Linked DNA regions of Columba livia: region 1 is linked to region 2. Evidence: chromatin contacts called from public Hi-C data. All regions are on one chromosome and are shown on one strand. Each heading gives the region's core, a stretch centred on a gene start, on an enhancer-like site or on the middle of the called end of the contact. The rest is flanking DNA. Distances are from core to core; before and after follow the strand shown. Region 1 holds the start of ARID1B (AT-rich interaction domain 1B). Region 2 overlaps ARID1B (AT-rich interaction domain 1B).

Region 1 (7,279 bases), core at 3-2,502, 190 kb after region 2:
TCCCGGGGCTTTGTTGTCCGCCATGTTGATCAAAGCAAGGCCCGGCGCGGCTCGCCGTAGCGCTGCTGGCAGGGGCAGCGTTGCCATAATAGCTATTGAACTCCGAGACACCCACCGCGGAGGGGCCGCCGCCGCCTCCCCCGCTCCCGCCGCCGCCGCCGAGGCCGCCGCCGCCGCTCCCAGCGCTCGGGGGCGGCTGCTGGGGCTGCTGCTGTCCGCCCAGGGGTCCCAAGCCGGGGTGATCGTAGCGGCCGCCGATGGGCTCGCCCATCTTGCCGGGCATCTCCTCCTCGTCGGCGCCTTTATTCAGCATTTGCTGCGGCTGCTGGGGGGGCTCGGCCTGAGCGCCCAAAACACTGTCTTTTCCTCCATGTTGCTGCTGCTCCATGTCTGCACTGGGCTGAGCAGCGCCGCCACCGCCGTTGTTGTTGCTGCCGCTGCCGCCGCCGAGGCTGCTGTTGTTATTCTGCACGGGATGGTGCTGAGGCGGCGGCTGCTGCGGCGGCGGCGGCGGGAATTGATTTAGCTGCTGCTGTAGTGCATGGTGGTGGTGGTGCGGGTGGTGGGCATGGTGGTGGTGGGCATGGTGATGCGGGTGGTGGGCATGGTGGTGGTGGGGCGGCGCGGCGGGGTGATCGCCTCCGACGCTCTTCAGCTTGTGGTTGGGGAGCAGCCCCGTCTCCATGGCCGAGCCCGGGTTGGAGGAGGAGGAGGAGGAGGAGGAAGAAGACGAAGAAGATGAAGATAACGCCGAGGAGCTTCCACCTTCCTTCAGAGCCGGCTCCGAGGAGGAGCCGCCGCTGGCGTTGTTGTTGTTACCGACGGCAGCGGCGGGAGCCGCGTTATTGGCCATGTTCAGCGGCTCGCTGTGGTGGCGGAGGCCATGGTGATCTACATTATTCACGCCGCCGCTGCTGCTGCTGCTGCCGGCCGGACTCCCCTCTCCGACCCCCAGCGCGGGGACCGGCCCGGGCGCCCCCGCGGCGGCCGCGGCCCCGGCCCCTCCCGGACCCCGGTCCGGGCCCAGGCCGCCCGGCAGGTTCGGGGCTTTGCCCTTGCTGTTGTTCGCACCCGCCGGAGCCGCTGCGACTTGCGCGGCCATGATCATCGCAACATTGCGAGTCCGGAGAAATTACTACTGATAATAGTAACTACTAAAAAAAAAAATTGAAAATTGAAAAAAGTCGACCCCCACCCTCAAAAAAGGAGGGCGAGCACGGGGTGGGGGAGGGAGAGGGGCAGAAAGCGAAGCGGCCGGGGAAGGGACTTGGCTGAGCCAAGAGTATCCCCTGCGGACCGCTCCGCACGCACCAAATTACAGAAATTTCCCTCCCCGAGTCCGTGATTGCGATTAGAAATGGTAAGAACGCCTTACGGTCTGTGCCTGTTCCTGCTGTGTGATTTCATGTTGAAAGTTTTTTGTTCAGGTTTAAATGAAACTTTTTTTTTTTTTTTTTCCTCCTTTCCTCTCTAACCCGGATATGGGTAAACACACGTCTGCCGGAGCCGCGCTGGCCCAGCATGGCATGAGCGAGCGAGCGAGCCAGCGCCGGCAGCCATCGCCCCCTCCGCCCCGATCGCTCCCGCGCACTCGCAAAACGCGGACTGGACTCCGCACGGCTCCGGCTCCTGCTCCCCGCCGCCGGCAGCAGCGCGGCGGGATGGGGGGGGCGTGGACCCCCTCCGCTGCCCCTGCTCGCAATCGGGTCCCACTCGTGTGCGCGCCGAGTGTCGCGGCCGGCGCGGGGTTCCCTCCGGGCTCCGCGGAGGCGGCAGCCAAACGCGGAACTTGCGCGGGGCTTGCCCCAAGGCGCAGGGTCGGGCCGGGCGCCCTGGGCAGCCAAATGCCGCGGGGGGCTGTGGGGTGTGGGTCGCGGCTGGTCCCGCAGCTGCTGCGGGGCCGGGGGTGGCGGCGGCGCTGTCCCGAGCGGGCCGCAGCGGGGGGGGAGGGGTGGGGGCAGCCTCAAACGGGGAGTCCCGTGGCCAGATGTGCTGGAGCAGATGGATCGGTGGAACTTTCGGGGGCCGCATGTTGTCCCCCAGCCCCCTGTGTCATGGTCAAAAGACTCCTCGTTGTATTCCGAGGGCAGGAAAACGTTTTCTATGGCACTGAAAAATAAGCTTTTTTTTTTTTTTCCTCCCACTCTCCATCCCCCCAAAGATTTATATTGTGTGTGCAGGCGGTTATAAAATTTAACCTGAAATTCTGCAGCGGTAGCATCTTTGCAGTTGTCCACATTGTCCAGCTGTCTCCGAATCCTAACGATCATTTGCACTGATGATGCTTTTATATATAGGGCTGTTTTCAATATGTTCTAGGTACTTATTTGCAGATCAACAGGAGCTGATCAAGGAGAGCAAGACATTTTTGGCCTCATAATTGTTTAGCCAAACAATATAATTTTCAGTACACACAAGACACTTGTGAAAACGTAGTAACACAAAACCCAAAATATGTAATCTGAGTAACTCTTACTCGAAGTGGGAAGCTGTTGCTGATGACCTACATTTTTGAGCGATCTTTCAGAACTGTTTGAATGGGCTTTTTTATAACTATCTTAATACAAATGATGCCCTAGTATAAGAAAAGGTAATAGTCATACACTATATTAATCAAATAAAAGCATTCGGGAGGTAAAAAAAAACCTTAGCTATGAATATAGAAAACTGGGATATTAGCGAGCGTTTTCAATATAGTAAGGGTCTAAACCATGCTGTTTTAAATGAATATATTTATGCACTCTGTTAAAGGTAAGCACGTCTTCAAATTTCAAAATGGATAAATATGAGATTCAATAATAACGGTAGAGAAAAACGCAGCATATCAAGACAGATGCTGTCATGGGTAGGTAGGCTTTTTTGAATCCACTGTGAAAACATTAAAGAGCAGAAGCTTCATGCTATAATGTTGAATTACATGCAAAGATTATTGATAAATGAACAGTGTGATTCCAGTGTCTATTAATTTGAGTTCTGTCTGAAAAGACAGAAATACTCTGATTTCCATTATGGAGTTAGTTTTGAAAAGTCTCAGTGCTCATCAAGTACATCTCGCTAATACTTCTGTTACAATTATATTTTCTTCTTGTTATTTTTTCCTTTCTTTTTTTTTTTTTTTTCCCCTACTCTTTGGAAATGCAAAGATGTTATATGGCCAGGAAAAAAACATAGAGCGGGAAAAAAATGGTGAGTAATTCTAGTGGGGGGAATCAGGTGCATACCCAAGGGTCATTACAGTCTGTAACAACAACAAATCGCAATTCTATGCAAACTGCTAGAAAGGGGTATATCATCTTTGTAGGAGAGAGAATAACAGAACTGTAAGATGAATTCATGCCAAATCATTCATCAGCTTTTGCCAAGAGAATACTACATCTTTGTTAGTGAGCCTTTTTGACATTTTCTCCTGGATTTTCTTCTTTTCTATATTCAAATGCACGCTAATTATACACATTAAACCACATGAGTTGATTTTTTGAAGTCTTTCATATGCAAATATAAATATAGATGTCTACTTGTGTGTATTTATTTACATGTGTACTCCAAAATAAAATATAAAATCAATTACACGTTTATACATTAAGACATTTATATTCAAGCAATAATACATATTTTGAAAATCTGATAAGATGTACTGATAGCGCCTTGGTTGCAGATTGCAATACTTCCTCACATGCTCCACAACTCTTCCCGATCAGGAGAACAACCCGCAAAGTTTAACGCAGGTTTACTTTGAAATGTTTTCCCCAGGAAAAAAAAAAAAAAAGGATGAGCCTTTAAACTGAAGAATTTATACTATTAACTCCTTTTCTTCCCATTTATTTCAGCAACTTGGCTACAAGGTTGGAACTAAGAGGCTATAAAATAGAGGCCCTCGGCACAATGAAATCAGTCTGCTATAAAAGGCAACACATGCCAGTTTTTCCTCCCCAATGGCAGATGCCACACCCTAAAGCAGACAGAAGGCACTGCAGTCTGTGCAAGGGAAGCACAACACAAAGCAACAACCATGGTTCAATTTTTTAGATCGCAAATAATGTTGAAATTCCTTTTGCCATCTTTGCTCAGATGATGAGTGGTGGTGTTTGTTAAATTCAAATGCTCCTTTCCAAACGCTCTCATTGTATGCATGAATTATGAATTTATTATAATATAATGTAAAAAAGCTCTAATTGCCATGCATATTATCTGCCGCAAAATGATTGCATTGATATTTGATATCACAAGTGCTCCGTTTCAACTTTAGTTCCATTTTCATTGTTTCTTCAATTTAATTATTTTCTATAAACCGATGTTGTCCAAGCAGGGCTTCTTTCTCTTGATTTCTTTTCTGATAAATTATAAACTCTGGTGCTCTTGGGACCCCTTTCCAGCATAAACAACATCACTTTCTAAACTTACTGTTGGTAATGTGTTTATTCCATTGGCTATGACATCCATGCAGACCCCTAGGCTGCCCGGCTGTGGCTCAGCCCCATGGCAGTGAGGCGCCTTCCCCAGCTGTGCAGCAGCCGCTCTCCATTTGGCTTTTAAATCATACAGAGAGAAACACTAAGGAGAGATACAGAAAACCAACCAATATTGTAATAGCCCTGAGGTGTTATTTTAGAGGTGTTGGGAGCAATCTTAAATTTTTTTGGTGAGGTAAAAATCCAGTCAGAGGTTCAAGAACCTGTTGCATCTGACCTGGATACTCACGACAGTCTGAAAAATCCCTGTGTTAAAAAAAACCCACTTTTTGTTGTGTTCTTGTTATGCTTTATGTTTCAATCCACTGCGCAGTTTGATGAAACAGTTGTCAAATTCACGGGAATTCTCAATTTCCTTCTTTTAGATTGACATTAGATTTAATGAGAAAAAAGAGAGAAGTATGTGGGCTTTTATTAAATTATCACTTCTTTTACTATTTAAACATCCAATCAAAATCATTCTGAAGTCAGTGCAAATCTTTTAATTGATTTCAATAAGGCATAAATCAGATCACAGAAAAGTAAGCAGCCATCTCAGAGCTTTAGCTTTATGCTTTAGCTTGTTACTTGGAGCTATAGTAACAGGATTTTGCTTTTACGAGAACCTTTATGTGGTCAACATATAAATATAATCTAGTAGTGCTTTCTTTATTATAATATTTACATTTCAGTCACAAATGTAATATGTAAACTATTTCGGTTGATATCCAGCTGATAAGCCAGAATCTGTTAGGTGTAAAGCCTGTAGGTAAGTGTAATAGTTTTATTTTAGCTGGTCATAATGAACTTTGAAAAAACAGGGTTTATGCCAACAGATTGTGGCCTAAAACATGTAGAGAGTGACACATTCAACCATTTAATTAAAATCCATTCTTTAGCAGCTACTAATCCTGGGCAATTTAATCAATTTCTTCTGGCAATGTGTAAACAAAAGGACTTCAAAACATCACCATCTCCATCTCAAGAACGTCATACACAATTTTATTATGGAAATGCAACATTAGCAGTTTTTTTCCTTCCTGGATTTAGATCACTTGAATAGAATGTTTAAATACCTCAATTTTACAAATGCGAATCATCCATTGAAGTCAATAAGATCACTCACTTCCTTAAAGTTAAGCCCTGATTAAGTGCTTCTGTGGACTGAGGCCTCTAGGAAAAAACAGCTCTTGAGTGAGATAGCAGCCCAACCAATTACCTAAATCAAAACAAAATCTTCCACTTCGCAGTAATAGTAGGGGTTGTTGATTTCTGGGTTTACCTGCCAGTGAACTCTGAGCCTTCAAACTGAATTACCTAATATTTCTGTGTCCTATTTCATCGTTTGGGAACATCATTGCATTTTGGAGAAATCTAGGAAAAGGCCAGCTTTCCATGGAATTAATAGTGTATGGTACTGTTCATTTATAAATTAGATAATTTCAATGACATTCAGTACAACTGTAATCATAGAGTTCTCTGCCAACAATTTTTTCCTGTTCTCCTGCCTTTTAAAAATCTTTTATTTGCTGATACGAAGAGTCACACGGGAAACCAAAGGAAATATTTGCTGTTTAGCTACACATTGGTTGGAGGTCCCTTCTATCATCAGTTGTAGCATGCAGGGTTGACTGATGCATCGAAGAAACAGTCAAACTGACAATACACAGCTTTCACACTTGTAAAATAAACGAGATCAGTACCTTAGCTGTAAACATGCTGGTTCTTCCAAAAAAAAACACTATAGTTTTCTTTCCTAAACTTTTTCCACAGTATAGTTACACATTTTGTCTAACGCAATGCAAATATTACCTATAGCCCGCAGTATTTATCAGTTGCTGTTTCTAGGAACAGATTACTGTGGCCTCCATGTGTTCACCAAGCAAAATAATTTGTCTGTAGGTTATTTTTATGTACAGCCAGAAATGCACGGATTTTAATAGAAGATGGTTCTTTGCAAACCAAATTTATTTACCATAACTATAGTGTATATGCAAGCAAGGGTGACAAAATTATGATTTTGCCCGATGCACTGGTATTTATGACCCATTTCTGCAGTATTTAACCATTCACAGTCTCTAATACAGCAGCTCTGTGTCTTTTAGCTGGAGCCCCACGTTTCTCCTTTGCTGTAATAGTTGTAATTCCCTCCTTCCCACACCTTATCTTCATTCTCTACCTTTTTACACATGTGTGCACATTTGCTCTTTCAGTAACCCCAAATTCCTGCAGCCCAGCTTGGAGCCTCCCGAAGTATAGTGAGTATCACTTGTACTGTTGTTTTCTCTCCAAATGAATCCTGCTCTCCCAGTTCTGGCAAAGTTTATTCCTATGCCAACTTTCTTCAGCCCCTCTGCATAGGGGACACAAAGTGAATGCTCTCAATGAAGAGAAGGAGAAACTGCAAAGGCTGGAAGAGGATGCGGACTACCCGGACTTGTGCAAAGCATTTGACACTGTCCTGCATGACATCCTTGTCTCCAAAATGGAGAGACATGGATTTGATGGACAGATCACTCGGTGCGTAATTAATTAGCTGGGTGATTGCACTCAGTGGGTTGCGGTCAATGGCTCAGTGTCCAAGTGGAGAACAGTGACAAGAGGGGTTCCTCAGGTCAGTATTGGGACTGGTGCTGTTTAACATCTTTGTTGGTGACATGGACAGTAGGATTGAGTGTACTCTCAGCAGGTTTGCTGACAACACCAAGCTGTGTGGTTCAGTCGACACTCTGGAGGGAAGGGGCGCCATCCAGAGGGACCCTGACAGGCTTGAGAGCTGGGCCTGTGTGAACCTCATGAAGTTCAACAGTGCCAAGTGCGAGGTCCTGCAC
Region 2 (7,052 bases), core at 3,149-5,648:
ACATTACTGTAAAGCTTTTGCACGCAATCATACGTGTTATAATGATATTTAGTTACTTAGACGCAACAAAAGCCAGTTCCACATGATTCACTTCATTGCTTTCTTTCATAAACAGCAGTTAACACATTTCTCAAAAATACATTTATTAATTTTTAAATTAGTATGTATTCTAACTGCTCTTCCCACAAGTGCTTCTGAGCTGTACATCCCTCCGCTGGAGCACAGCCCTTGCACAGGGACTGAAGTTGTAAACCCACTCTAGATATACATTACATTTACGAGGTGATCGTACATCAGTTCTGACACAAGGAATAACACCGTGAGGAAGTTTCACAGGAGGCTCAGGGAGATTTAAACAGATCTTGATAAAGGGGGGTAGAAGGGGGGGGGAATCAGCCGGTGGAATGAAAACAGTCACATTAAATTGAACAGTACGAATGATGCTTATTTAGCTTCAGATTAAATTGTTAAGGCAAGTTTCACTAAAGAGACTGTAAATCTATGCTTTCTATTTCAAGTAGTAGGAAGGATTCAGTAGTAAAATCACAGAACACACAGAATGATTGCTGCATTAGAAATGTATCAAAATAGTTTACATGTGTATAATATTAAACAATTTAAAGCATTGCAGCAGTATAAAAGTCATGCCAAAACCATTTGTAATCTTGATCTTCCTACATAAGAAAATATTAAGTCCCTGCATAATTAACTGTTCACCAAGAAAATCAAATAAATGACCTTGAAAAACAAGATTTCCCAGTGTCATTCTAATCCAATAAAATTATCCATCAAAATCCCAACTCACTAGAAAACCCTGTCTCGCAAGAAGAAATTCTTAAAAAATGAACAGCGGAGTAATTGAAGCTTCAAATTACAAAACGATGTTTTATGTAAAGAAATGTACATTCAGTAAAAAGCCCAAGATTCTGCATTATTGTCAATGCTTTCTTCCTGTTTGAAACCTGCAACATGTCAACAGCCCTTTTTCCAGCAAAGCACAGCTCCGAAGCATGATACACACCTGACCTTGTCTCAGGAAAAAACAAGAGGAAATGAAAAGCTAAATCACATCTGTCTACCCAACAACTTTCTCACGATCCTCTCTGCAATTCCTATTCTTCAACCCTAGTATTAGTTTTAACAAGCTGGCTGCACAATCAGGGGAAGCAGCCACATAGCAGAAATCTGAATATTTTTTCTATACATGTATTTCATGCTATTAAAAAAAGATAGAATGATACATAAAAAAAGCAAACAAATAGTAGTTTAAGGAAAATAAATATTTGTGGTTTCTTTGTTGTTGTTTTTTAAATGGTGATGTGAATGGGAGCATGATTCCTGCAGCAAGGTGGGGTTGGTTGCTGGAGGGAGCAGTTCTGGTCCCACCAGTTAAGCAAGCAGGTAGAATTTACAGCAGAAAAAGAAATCTGGTCTAACCTGCTTTCCTAATCAAGAACAAACAGCAAACTACTTGCAAATACTCTGTCCTGCCCCCTTCCCACCCCCAAACAAAGAGACCACCTGCCTCAACATTTTATTTAAAATGTGCAGGTATTTACAAGCAAACATTGTGTTCCCATTGTTAGATGATTCCTTGGTAAACCTGATACTCCCTCAAAGTTCAAACCAGCAGTATAAAGCAAAGGGGCCACAAAGAACCACAAATGACCCACCATATCAGCCCAGCATCACTCCGGTTACATGTCACCAGGCGGCAGAGCGAGGGGGGACCATGAGAGCACACCCGGCCAGACAGGGGCAGACAGCTCAGGCACATCAGGCTTGGGCCACCGAAGTAAGCCCACCCGTTAAAAACGTGGAGAGTAACAGAAGGAAGACAGAGAAAACAAATTCTCTTTTTTTTTTTCGTGATAACTTCTATCATAGTGACTGGTGTGAAATGGTGGGTTCAGTCAAACCCTCAAGGTGATGCACGTTCCCATCATGAAAGCAGTACCACTTTGCAAAGTGCAAACCATACTACAGCCTGTCTCTTCAAAAAAAGCAGCAGGGGGAAGTACAGACTGCTGCTGCTGCCACCACAAGAACTGGGGGGGCTCCAGGTTGCAGCAGTTAATTACAACGAAGAGGCAATGTAAATTGGCACAGAACTGCCCAAAAAGGGATACTGATCAATCAGAAAAGCAAAACCAGTTGCCAAGCCTTCTTACTTACAGACATCACTCGAGCAAATACTAAACAGATGCTTTCAATCACATACGCATGTTCTGAAAACTGCACACTGATTTCTGTCCCCTGGTACTTTGGGAAAGGCGGTGGGAGCTTTAAGCTTCTATCAAAACCCCAAAGTGTGGCCCCATCCACGCCTTTACCACATCAATTGTGCCTTACTGGAGACGAAGGCTGTTCATCACGCCGATGTGTGCCTGGAAGTAGAGGCAATGCAGGAGGAAAGCCAGCAGCTTACATGTTTTTAGTACTACTCCCAGCTGGGTGCAGGGCGCTGGGCAAACCACAGGCCAGCGATATTCAAGGGTGCTGAGAAGAACACGATGTTCACCAGCTGTGCTCAAACCAGCCTGCCACAGGGTGCTCCGTAGCTCTATGAAACAAATCTTACCACATGCCCATGCAGACTGCCCAAGTCTAACCCTGAGGCCATCAGTATTTATTCTGCAAGCATCATGAGATGCTTCACACTGAAAAGGAGCATTAAACATGGATTTATCTCTAGTTTAGAGAAAGAAACAAAGGAATATCGAAGGAAGTCTGACATGCTGTACCCACACTGTGACACTGCCACAGGAGAGCAGCCCTTCCTGAAGCCTTGTCCTGTCTGAGACTACAGGCCAGGAGCACAGGCTACAGGGCACAAGGAGGAAAGAACCAACTGTTACTTTGCCATTTACACAGTGTGTCTTGGCATTTTCACATCTGGGCATTCACAGCCAACGTATGATTATTTTTCCTGTTCTACATATCATTTCATTTTTTTCTCTTCAAGATCATGTTGGAACTGCCCAGATCTACCTCCACTGCACAGAGTCACTAGGACCTCTAAGAAGTGTTCACTTTCCATACTCACACAGAGCTTTAAAATCCTCTCTACATCAGAAGTGGGAGTGAGCTGTGAGGAGTGGGGTGCCACAGCAATCAAGTGCTGTTTGAAATGGATTTTGATGAGAACACATTCGTGTTCTGATTTCACCCTCTGTACTGTTATAGATACACTCCTCTGCAGCCCCCAGCACTCGGGACAAACTTGGACCAAAGTCAGGACTATACAGTGGATGGAGAGGAGTTTATGGCTTTAAATATGTTGGTGTGCCTCTTAATTTCTATAAAACTAATAGGGAAAACAAACAAACAAACCACAGAGATCTTTACTGAGACTGAACTTACCAAACATCAGAACTATGGATTATGCAAGTGAAATTTCTAAAACATCACAAATGCTCCATTTTGCATGTTCCTGGATGGTCCTGATTAACACAGCGGTGATATGCATAGGTCCAGGCAGAAACATGTTGCTGATACTTCCCTAGTCATAACTATTTCAAAACATTTTGACACATCTTTAAGGGGTCCCTAAGAATATTAAAAAAGCACCTTGTTCCCTGCTATAATGCTACTCCCTGCTCTTAGAAAACACTCAGCGCAGAGGCAGCTCAGACGACTTCAGCAATCCTAAAACACAGCAGCTTTAAAAATGACTCAAAGAAAGCAAGCTGGAAAATCCTTTTAGTTATCTGAACACCTCAGGTAAAACAACTCCACACAGAACACAAGAAAAACAAAAAAAAAAGGGGGGGGGGAAATGTGTAATCCTAACTCTGCTCTGAGTAGCAAAACAGAAGTTACTGGAGGCTAATATGAATATCTATTTTTTTTAGGCTGAAACAAATCCAAAAACTTATTTACTACCCCCAGAATCCTACCTAAGTCAACAGTGCACAGACAGATGTAAATTATGACTCATTTCTCTGTATCTTCCCATATACCAAGTACACACACAGACACTCCAAGTGTCAACATATCAAGACAGAGATAATTCAGACTCTTGAAAACATCCTCTTCTGAAAAGGATTAATTGGTTTTAAAACAATTTAATTTGGCTTTGAAGATGTAACTTTTATTAGCAGCCACCAGATGGCAGAAGCAGAGGCTGCTTAGAGCCTTCAACAAAAGAAAGCCGTCTTAAACAAGGCGTGCATTAAAAGAAAACAATTTTGAATGCCTACTTTTTCTTTTCGTGTCTTCTCTTCTCCTTCTTTCCCACAAGTAAGTATTATTTTGTTACAATCAAGCTAATACAAATTTTAAAATAAATAAATAAATAGATAAAATATATTGAGAACAAGTTTTCTTGATCGTCTCAAATGGCATCTCTACTCCATCTTGTAGCTCAAGGCTTCTGTGTTAAGGATACCACTAGAACAACAGTTTCTTTCCAGATTTGCAGAGTCATAACTCACAGTCAGCCACCCTGATGTTCTGTGCTTCAAACCAGGAAGCTGACACGTAGCTACAGCGTGTAGTTGAATTTCCCCTCAGGATCTGATCTTCTGGTATCTGGAACCGTGAAAATACATGGGCTACAGAAGATGCACCCTGATGTGCTGAGGGTTGCAATAAAGCAGCGTTTGCAAGGTGAAGAAATAAACAAACAACAACAACCAACAAAAAGTCCTCTTAATAAACTCAAGTAAAAGTAGCATGATTGAGAGGAAAAAAAGGTATTTTAGTCCTAAGCACACTTGATTTTTAAACCCATGTATCCTCTATCAGAGAAAAAGCATAAAAAAATGCATCTCAGCAGCACACACTTAAAAAAGAACTTAGGAACAGAGTCTCTCAATAACTCCCAGAGTTAATAAATTATGGAGTTGAGGTCATCACTTTATGCTGTGTCACAGAACAAAAATACAGCCAGTTCCACGAACAATGCTGAAAGCTCCACCACGCAGACTCAGCAATGCCACCCTTGCTGCACTTCTTTAATAGAGCTGTGTCTCCATTATGCTCATGTCTCGATCAAAGAGAAAAGCTTTTCTCCTGTATTTGTCTTCTGCAAAGGAAATGTAAAATCACTCCTACACTGAACACATCCATGGGGACTCAGATTCTCTTTCCTCAGCCCCAGCAGTACGGTCCCAGAAACAAACAGGTGAAGCTCGCTCCTACTTCAAGACAGCCCGAGATGCAGTGGCGTAGTTAATTCTGCCTCTGCACATTAGCAAACACGCCGCTTGCAAAATATGAAAGGCTTTCTTCCCTGCCCCGTTTTTAAATGACACCTGCAAATCACTAATCCAGTTGCCATTTATTTCCATATGTCAAATTACAATCTTAACTTGTGCAAAGCAACATAATAGTAATGATTAAGCCAATTACATCACAACACAGCTTAAAACGGCACACAATGGAAGGATTAAAGCTCACTACCAAATAAGAGAGTCCTGTTCTCGGTGGAGCTCCCCCACTGTGGGAACATAAGTGTCTCTTTTCCTGTTGCACAAAGTTGTGAGCCTTCTGACATGTAGCTGCTGGACTGCCATTAACAAACTTATTTATATTAATGCTGCCCTAAGCCGGAATCACGGCAGCTCGGCATTAGCTGCGGTAGGCGGCTCGGCGGCCGTCCCTGCGCACAGGCTGAAGGCACTTGGCACGTCCGCAGGCAGGTTGAGACACGTGGCCGAGGTGATCTCACCCTGCTTAGGCTGAGCCCAGCCTCTTCCAGCCTGCGATATTTGGGTCAGGGAGGTGCTGACAGTAAAGGCCTTTGGGAAAGGGAGGGAAAGGAGAGGAGAGTAAAAGGAGCACAAATATTCCAAAAGTTAAGCAGCTCCTTCTCTAGATAGGGCCAGACACCATTTGTAACCTGTCTGGAATACGTGCTACTGCGTTCGACACCGTAATTCCAACTGATGCCAATATGCAGCTCCTGCAACCATAAAATGTGGGTTAAATCTTTATATAATAATCAACCTTTCAGACTAAGATTTTCAATTCGACCTCAGGGATTAAAATGTTCTAATGGAAATTGAGCATCCGAATCTCTTAGGAGGATTTAAAAAAACTCAGGCACTGTTATTTTTATTTGTTCATTGCTTTATAGTGTTTAAATCAGCATCACTCAGAATGGTTAAACCTTTTAACCTTTTTATTTCAGTTCTGCACACCTTATTCTTTTTTTTCTCTCTCTTTTTCACATCTTTGCATCCCTCTTCATTTTCTCTACCATCTGGGAACACTGATCCCATCTGCTAAAATGTATCTTCCTATTCCAGCTAAAATGAACTTAGAATAAATTGGTACTGATAGTATTTTACATGTCATTATTAGGCTTCAATAAGATTAACGGGACTGAAGGAGCTTCCAACTTCTAAATACATTTCTGTGTGTTGACTGCAGACTTGGGCAGATACTGCTCTATCAATTCACTCTGAGATTCTATGTCAGTTTCTTGGCCACTAAGGTTCTGAGGAAACTTACTTATTAGATGTGTAGGTTTGTCCTCAGCAGAATCTGAAGGAACCAGGTATAAGTGGTGTTGAGTCTGTCTCAGATCATCTATCAGCTCTTCTGATTCACAAGGTGGTCATTTCCCGACATCTCTCTATACACAACCACACACATATCACAACCCTTCTGAATATTGAAACAGAAGGATCAGCGGAAAGCCGGATACTTTGGTTTTCTCTTTTCTTTAAGAAACAAACGTGAACACAAACACACACAGAGATGCATGTGTAAATTAAAGTGAACACTACGTGTACCATCTTCAAAAAGGCTGCTACAGCACCCTAACAGCTTCCCCTTTCTCTAAAATTAGTTGCAAAGGAAGCTGAATGGTTTTGCTTCCTACTATGCAACCAAAGGAAGGGTTCAGACAGCCATGCTGTCAAATCTGGGTGTCTTTATACTTATCAAAAAACAACTTTTAAGTTAAACTGAAAAACTGCTTACACTTTCATGGCCCATTAAGGAGTACCGGTCTCACATATGCACAAAATAAAAAAAAATGTTCATATTAAAAATACTATTTTTACTCCAATAAATGCTTTATATTTTACCTTTGTTTTGGG

Evidence for each region. Hi-C and Micro-C count contacts between places; a contact is called where the count stands out from the background.
Region 1: a Hi-C map of crop shows a contact between it and region 2, with 2.9 times the contacts expected there. The contact joins the promoter of ARID1B here to the enhancer-like site in region 2. A contact is called at or near these places in 2 of 2 Hi-C or Micro-C datasets (crop and liver).

The regions. Positions count from the first base shown.
Region 1 is chr3:64,882,059-64,889,337 of bColLiv1.pat.W.v2, forward strand. ARID1B (AT-rich interaction domain 1B) reads right to left here and starts at 1,253. Exons shown (of 21, transcript XM_065057320.1): 1 at 1-1,253. The coding sequence starts at 1,108.
Region 2 is chr3:64,690,938-64,697,989 of bColLiv1.pat.W.v2, forward strand. All of the region lies in intron 5 of ARID1B (AT-rich interaction domain 1B), which reads right to left. Among named protein-coding and RNA genes, the nearest start is that of ARID1B, 190 kb to the right of the region's middle. Within about 2 kb of position 4,399, at least 1 of the 3 cell types and tissues checked has an H3K27ac peak away from gene starts, as active enhancers do.